Regions from separate parts of the Drosophila melanogaster genome. Here region 2 is linked to region 1. Evidence: chromatin contacts called from public Hi-C data. All regions are on one chromosome and are shown on one strand. The core of a region is the stretch at or near the end of the contact, and the rest is flanking DNA. Distances in the headings are between cores, read along the strand shown.

Region 1 (4,156 bases), core at 1,018-3,517:
CTATTTATTGAAATAAAAACAAAAATACAAAAGCTACAATATTACAAATCTTGAAGAGTATCTTCCATTTAAGCCATTCTTCACTTGGCAGCATCACTTGGCTTACCTTGCGCACAAACTCCTCTGCCTGCTCGGCGGCATTGTGTGCCAATGCGCCCAAATCAATTTCATCGGAGAGAACTCCGGCCTTCAGCACTTCCGTCATCTGTGGAATAGAGTGATAAGACATTAAACAGCTCTCAAAACAAATATAAAAAGCTTAATAACAAAGAAAAACTAAGAGCAAATGGGACTAACGACTGCATTTTCAGCTTGCTCCTTGACTGTGTCAGGGTTTTGGGTTCTGTAAGTTTCTTGACTGAGATCCGGCTCCAGATCCGGGTTGACACGCACTATAACCTCCGGCTGGGTCTGCATCTTGAGCGGCTAACAGAGATTCGAACGGAACTAGAACTAAATGTGCGAGGCAATGAGCGATTGTACTGTGAAGCCTCTGCCAGTCGCATACTCAATTTGTTGGCGGAACAAGAAAGCACCGAATGCGTTCCGCGATAAGATAAGCTTGCCCGAAACTGACTCCGGGCATTATCAGCACCGCATCGACGTAAATTTGTGATTTTTTTCCAGCATCTGTCGTATAAAGGGCTATGCCAAAGCTTTTTGCGTTCAATCTAAGCCTGACCTTTAAAGCCGGTGATCAAACGGGCAGATTGTCTAGAGTATAAGGCTCAAAGTCAAGAAATTTTACTTGACACCTTTCGGACAGACATTAAAGGCAAGGAGAGATAAGAGGTATAACTTTCAAATGGCTATGGAATATGCTTTAAATTGAGCAATTGTATTTAGTGAGTCATAAAAATGGAGAAATGGCCACGATAAGGTTTAAGTACAATGGTTATGGTACATTTTGCATGTGGCAAATAGACATTGGCCAATGCAACATTTCGATTGATAAGACGCCCGACATTGAAATGACTGCCTGCGCAGAGGGAAAATTGCGACTAACAAGTGGCAGCCGATAACCACATGGTGGTAGGTCAGCGATAAGAGCTCCGCCACATGTTTTGACGATTGCATTTCGTACTTTTCCACCTGGTGGAAAATGGAAATAAAGGTTAATAGCCCCAACTCACCTCCGCCTCAATAAGCTGTGTGTCCTCCGGGGTCGAGGGGAGTGGACAACCGGCGTCATCCTCCTCGACCAACTCATCGTCGTACTCCAGAATGTCCAGATCATTGGGGCTAAGCGAGTCCTCCGGTCCCCAGCCACGTCGCTTGCGCAGGATCATCTGCACCTGCTCAAAGATATCCTCGTCTGAACCTTCTCTACGCAAGGTGGCCGTGGTGGTGGTCACCGCCTCGCCGGTAGCATGTCCTTCGGCGTCCATGCCGAAAGTGGCTCGAGCCTGGGTGGTTACCTCCACCTCGGCGGGATGGCTCCCGCCACTCACATCAGCCGCTGAGCCCTGTTGCTCGAGGAGATTAGTGGCCGAATCCATGGTCTTACGATCCCGCGGATTCGTTTTGCACTCCGCAAATAGTATTCTGTAAGAGAAATACGTTCTGTTCAATACGATACATACGAATTTAGTTGTTCGAAAGCAATGCTAAGCGTTTGTTAGCTCAACGCTAGCTCGTCTGGGAAATGCGATATTTGTTTATTTGTTTATTGGTCTGCTCCGATCGCATTGCTATATAGTATGGCGCGACCTTTGTTCCCCAGTAAATCGGTTGTACGTAGCACATAAGTCTGTATCTGGTAGCTTTGTGTGTTTTATCACTTAGGAAACTTAGCTGCCAATTACGTTTTTACATAAGATGGTGTTCAAATGCGAGTGGGATCCTCAGTGGGTTAAGGTGCAGTTGCTATTTCGGGGAAACCATTATATAGATAGCAAAGTGCATGGAAAATGCAGCCAGAAGGCCACGTGTGAGTGGAATACTACCAACTGGCTTAACCCCCACCTGCACTCCACTTGCGCAGTTCCCATTTTTTTTATACGAAGTTACAGAAAGTGTCACAACACAAACGAACGATTAATCACTCGATTTCACTGGCGTTTCGTTACTATTCACTTACCACTCGAAAGTCGCGCAGTTGGCGTGGCTTCGACGGCAGGCCCAGGAGTCAACACTGGCGCGAAAAACTATTTGCTGCACTTGCTTCAATTGCGTGCAATTGCAGTTTTTCATCTGTTTTCCCTTAATTTAATTTTTTCTGTGTTTTTTCCAGTGTGACTGCAAGCGCGATAGGGAAAATCACTAGCAATCATATGGGAACGGAGGAAATGCGGTCATACCTTGACGCAGCAGCTGTTAACGGCTGTTAACGCTACTTTGTAGTCACAGCTCTGTAAAACAATGTGGCAACTCTGCGCAGCGCCCGCCATATTTGAAAATGCTTGCCAGCAAATCGTATTGCTCCCGGTAAACAAGGTGCTTTCATTATTAGTCAACATTTTTGAGAGCTAACAACTTTTTATTGGCGATCAAAGGTGGTACTTCAACTGACCAAATATTGGATATTTGCGTAAATACCTAACAGGCATTTGTTTTTTTTTTCATGAGAAATTACCGTGACGAAATTACAAGACGTATATTATATGAATAGAAAATTTTCCTCTAGTCTGTAAACACTTCAGTAACAGAGAAATTGTTTTCAAAAAATGTTAAGGCATCTCATTAAAAAACATCAACAATGAACTCAACTTAAGCCTGGTAGTTATGAATTAGCATGTGTAGTTCCCCGATATTTAACCTACTTAAGTATGCACATATCTGCCATTCCTTGGACACTTTTGCAAAGACAACAAAGACAACATCACAGCTTACTTAAAATATATATATTTAAATTAATTAATTAAAGTAATACAAGAATGTCTAATTATAGCTTTTTTAGAAATAGCATTACGGTGTTATAAAAACCCACAAATGTAGGCAAATAACAATTCTAATAATAAAGAAACTTAATTGGGAAGACAAAATGGTGTTTGGCTAGTGAGGAAATATCACCAGCCTTGCAGGCCCAATAAAGATTCACTTGTTTGGCAAGCTCTTAATAGCGCAATTTAACTACGTTTTAATAGCGCCCTTAGAATATTTATTGCACATAAAGGCCAATATGTTTAGTCAAGAGTCATTCATCTTTGTTAAACAAATTCAATTTCAAACATAAGACTATAGAACTTGCTTTGCTCAGGGGCAGCCCATCAAGATGATATACCCTATTGACCAATCCAGGCCAATATCATCCATCAGCTCTCGGCGTTCTGACCAGCTACGTTAGAAACTCGGCCAAGGAGCAGATTTCGCACAGACCCCGACTAGCGGTATTAATCGACTGAATTAATACATTTAGTAGCGCTGAAGTTCAGGGTCATAATCACAAAAGAGAAGCGCCGATAATGCGAGCTGTTTCTGTTTGAATGACGAGCGCGCGACAAAAAATGCTAAACGGCCAATGTGCTTCAAATGGAAATGGAAATGCCAAAGACCCGGAAGGGTGGCGACCAACACAGCTGCAGTGCATCCAACTCGGCAAACATTTGCATATTTGACCGGGCACTTAGCACGTGGGTGGAGTACATGGATCACCATGGGTCACACAAATCACCTGGGAATCTGGGAGACTGGTGAGAGTAAGTGCGTGAAATTGACCCATTCATTGGACGGACAATCGCTTCCCATCGATCTGGAAATGTGTTAACTGCGCCCGTAAACCCTATTTGCGTAGTTAAATTAAGTGCCAGGTTATGGAGTTGGGGCGTGTCATCCCCCACATTGGCACATATATATATATATATATAAGCACTTATAACTATGCTGCCAATTGAGTTCGTCTCAATGACGTGACGGCGATAATAAATCAATTGTCTAGCGGTTTATTTAAAGCCAATTTTGTAGCTGGAAATTGGCACACAGAAAGAAAAGTGGTGTCAGGAACTTATATATAAAATGTTATTATTTTGGTTATTTTTAAAGGGTCTAATGGAACTATTTTTATTATAAAAATGTAGATAATTTTTTAAGCATTTCTTTATAGAGATGTTTTTAGAAAAATGTTTTTTTAAATGGGCACACAGAAAGAAAAGTGGTGTCAGGAACTTACATATATAAAATATTATCCATATCTATTTTGTTAATTTTAAAGGGTCTA
Region 2 (4,156 bases), core at 663-3,162, 33 kb after region 1:
CAGCAGCTAGTTAATAGCCTCATATCACACTGACACTCCGGCTAATTCCAATCAATGTGCGCACATTGTAGCCGCACTGAGTGCTTTTTGATTGCCCGCCCAGCTCAAGGGTGCTCCACTGCCAGCCGTTTTATTAGCAGCATTCAAAGAGCTGTAACCCGGACTGCAAAAAGTATAAGTTATGACTCGGCAGTTAGGGAACTGGCTAATTGAATGACGTTACAACTTCCGTAACGAGACAAGCTCCACTCAATGCCCTTCGACAGCGCCAATGACCATAAAGAGGTGGGTCAAGTTGAGCTTTGATTGCGAGCAAGCCGCTCGAAGGAGGCGTGTGCTCTCTCTTCGGAACTTTCCCAGAATTCAAGCGTAACAAGTCTGTTTGCCATATGGTTCCCACAACCTTATTCTTAATATGTGTGATTAGACAAGACAACGTTAATCTGCTTGGACGCACGATAAAAATTACATCAACAATTAGAAAACAAGGTCTAGCTGTGCAACCTACTATAACTAGGGTATAATGAGTATATGATCTCTGTAAAATTCATATTATTTTTCCCTTTTTTTTTAGGCCCAGTTCGTGCTGTGCATCTTCCACACCCTCCGCGCCCTCTTCAGCAACCAGTGCCAGTTCTCCAAGTTCATCTCTGCGCTGCTCCTATTGAATGCATCCATTTTCTTCTGCCTCTTCATGAACTTCTACATGCAGAGCTACAGGAAGACCAAGGCGGCGCAGCAACTGCAGCAGCAGCAGCAACAGCAGAAGCAACAGCAGCAACTGGATGCCACGCCCTGCAAGGCGGACAGCAACAATAACACGGCGATGCTGGCGCAAAAGCTGAAAGCCAACTGAATTGAAAATCGAAAGCAGTGAGAAAAGTGCTTCCAGGGATTGCCCAACATTGGGGGGAACAAATTTTACATAAACGGACCAGATTGGTGATGGCAACGGACGGAACGGAAGTAGTTTTGGTACAAAGGTTTCAACTAACGCTAAGCTAAGCTTAAGAGCCATAAATACACGAGCGTGCACGCACACACACACACAACCACAGAAGAGAACGAAGAAGAGGAAGTCCGCCTTCCGATGATCGATCGATCGAGCATGGGGAACACGGGGCGTATGCGCAACATCAATTATAACTTGGCGATTATCCCCTCGCCAGCTTCGCTTGATTGCTTCGCTTCGCATCGCATCGCATTCTCGCCATCTGTGGCTGCATTCGCATGTGTAGAACCGTACAACAAACTGGGTCAATTTTCGAGATCTGCCTAATGTGTAAGTCGCCTAATTCTAGAACCTCACGAACGAAACGCGTTTAGTCTTTAATTCCCTTAGGCTAAGTGATTATTGTAATTGTAATTGTGTATAGACGATTTGTAAATAGCCTGTTAAATGTTAAATATTTGTAGTCCTAAGCCAACTAGTCTAACTTACAAAATTCGCACGAACAAATACGGCGAGCACGAAATTAAAAGCCAAGACAAATAAAAACGAAGAAAAGATAAATAAAATAAAACCGAAAACCAACCAACTGGGTTTCAATATGTTCTAAATTCACAGCGGAAAAAACTGAGCTGTATATTGGCAGGGTCTTTCGGTGCGAAAGAGATAAATAAATTTTAGAAACATATCAATTTTAGAAACTTCCACAAACGAATCTAGTGCATATTAAAAATATATGTAACCGAATTGACTAAAAATGCTTTAATAGAAATATATATGGTTAATTTGGCGCATAATTAAGCTAACAGGAATTACAAAACATAAATTCAAATATAGTACTCGCTAATACTATAATCGAGCCGGCAACGCCGACGTTCAGTTTAAAAAGGTTCGCGCCACTGCTTAGACTGCATAAGGTGTGGTCACACCATTCTGCTGTCCCGATAGATAGCGATAAGTAATATCGTACTACTGAGAGACCACCAATAACGATAACGACAGCTTATACCGGAGCTTGTCAAACAAAAAGAAGTAAAATTAAGTTTATACCGCAAACTACGTGTAAATAAAGGCCCCCCGACAGCATGGAGCAAATGGAAGTGGACGTTGACATGTCGGCCAAGCCCAGCACATCGTCCTCCGCCGCCGCCGGGAGCAGTATGGCAGTGGATAAGACTGCGGATCAAAACCCACAGCCGCAGGGAAACATAATGGCTGCAGCGGGCACCAGTGGTTCTGTGACCATATCGCTGCATCCGCTGGTCATAATGAACATCTCCGAGCACTGGACACGCTTTCGTGCACAGCACGGTGAGCCGCGACAGGTGTACGGAGCACTGATTGGCAAGCAGAAGGGCCGCAACATTGAGATTATGAACTCGTTCGAACTGAAGACGGACGTTATTGGCGATGAAACAGTGATCAACAAGGACTACTACAACAAGAAGGAACAACAGTACAAGCAGGTGGGTGTCCAAGCCTCTACATACGCTGCTTTACCAGCTGTTACTCTTTTTTCCCCAGGTGTTCAGTGATCTCGACTTCATAGGCTGGTACACAACCGGCGACAATCCCACTGCCGATGACATTAAGATCCAAAGACAGATAGCCGCCATCAACGAGTGCCCCATCATGCTACAGCTGAATCCGCTCTCCCGCAGCGTCGACCACCTTCCCCTGAAGCTATTCGAGTCCCTAATCGATCTGGTGGACGGCGAGGCCACCATGCTGTTCGTGCCCCTCACCTACACACTGGCCACCGAGGAGGCGGAGCGCATTGGTGTGGATCATGTGGCGCGCATGACCTCGAACGAGTCCGGCGAGAAGAGCGTGGTGGCGGAGCATTTGGTGGCCCAGGACAGTGCCATTAAGATGCTAAATACACGCATCAAGATCGTGCTGCAGTACATACGCGATGTGGAGGCCGGAAAGCTGCGGGCCAACCAAGAGATTCTGCGAGAAGCCTACGCTCTCTGCCACCGACTGCCCGTCATGCAGGTGCCCGCCTTCCAGGAGGAATTCTACACGCAGTGCAACGATGTGGGACTGATTAGCTACCTGGGCACGCTGACCAAGGGCTGCAATGATATGCACCACTTTGTGAACAAGTTTAATATGCTGTACGACCGCCAGGGATCCGCGCGCCGCATGCGAGGTCTCTACTATTGATATATGCAAACAATCTATTAAAGCTTCGGAGATAAATACACATAATCGTACGATGGGTGAATGCGGTTTTATTTCAGCTGCCGCTGGGCAGGCTACATACGTATACGGGTGGCATCAAGCGATATCACTTTCTTCCTGAGCTTCCAGCTCCTCTTGCTTCGTAAATTCAATTCAGATGCACAGACAACATTTCCTAGACACTAAATTAGGTAATTTCGCAGCGGAATTAGTGGTTGTAGTCGTCCAGCTTGATGCTGGGGGCATACTGCTGCAAGAACTCCACCTCCAGCGGATGCATCTCCTTGGCGGGAATGATGAGCGAGTGCAGCGGTCCGCCCAAATCGGTCGAGCGCATCTCAAGCAGCGTGCCAACGGCAATCTGCTGCGACTCCTGGCCAACACGGGCCAGTCCAACGCACAGTGACTGCTCGTTGAGCACTGTGTTCTTCTCCAGCGAGTCCTTCTTCTCCACAATGGACAGCAACTGATGAGCCGCCTCCGCCACGGTCATGAAACGCGGTGGCATGTACTCCTTGCGTTTGCGCATCAAGGACTCCGGCGTGGGCTCCTTCACCTTGATGTCCAGCAGGCACAGCGTGTGCATGTTGTGCAGGCGATTCAGCTTGATCTTGTCGTAGAAGCTGTCCGGCTTCCATGTCTCGTCCCAGTACGGAATCGAAACGGTCTCGCCGAATTTGTACAATTGCAGGCCGCAGCAGCCGACGGCGTTCATGATCGATGCATTGTGGATGACCTTGTAGGGGATGTTCTTCTCCTTGGCGCGCAGTATGAAGTCTGTGTGGGTGGTGGCGCCAAAGGGGTCGCCCACCACGAGCAGCGCAACATCGGATTCGCCCGCACCCGCCAGGATCTCATCCGCACCCTGCTCCACCAGATCGCGGTCGGCTAGCAGCAGTGGTCGTCCATAGAACTCTTGCTGCGAACAAAGTGGAGATGCAATTAGCATTGGGGGTGCTCCCAGAACGAAGGCCATTCCAGATACCTACCATATCCTCAAGGCTGCAGCCCAGAATCGAG

The links. A called contact is a pair of places that touch in the nucleus more often than the background predicts.
Region 2: a Hi-C map of the Kc167 cell line shows a contact between it and region 1, with 3 times the contacts expected there. The contact joins the promoter of CSN6 here to the promoter of AdipoR in region 1. A contact is called at or near these places in 77 of 107 Hi-C or Micro-C datasets (the Clone 8 cell line, the D17-c3 cell line, the Kc167 cell line and 23 more) and 3 of 6 datasets of contacts at active chromatin or transcription factors (all in the Kc167 cell line).

The regions. Positions count from the first base shown.
Region 1 is chr3R:22,545,579-22,549,734 of dm6, forward strand. AdipoR (Adiponectin receptor) reads right to left here and starts at 2,268. Exons shown (of 7, transcript NM_142804.3): 1 at 2,081-2,268; 2 at 1,134-1,545; 3 at 107-205. The coding sequence starts at 1,499.
Region 2 is chr3R:22,578,861-22,583,016 of dm6, forward strand. It overlaps CSN6 (COP9 signalosome subunit 6), which reads left to right and starts at 1,913. Exons shown (of 2, transcript NM_079727.3): 1 at 1,913-2,415; 2 at 2,474-3,173. The coding sequence starts at 2,035. The coding sequence ends at 3,118. It overlaps CG33110, which reads left to right. Exons shown (of 6, transcript NM_176539.2): 6 at 575-1,532. The coding sequence ends at 856. Dph5 (Diphthamide methyltransferase) reads right to left here. Exons shown (of 2, transcript NM_079728.5): 1 at 4,126-4,156; 2 at 3,168-4,055. The coding sequence ends at 3,345.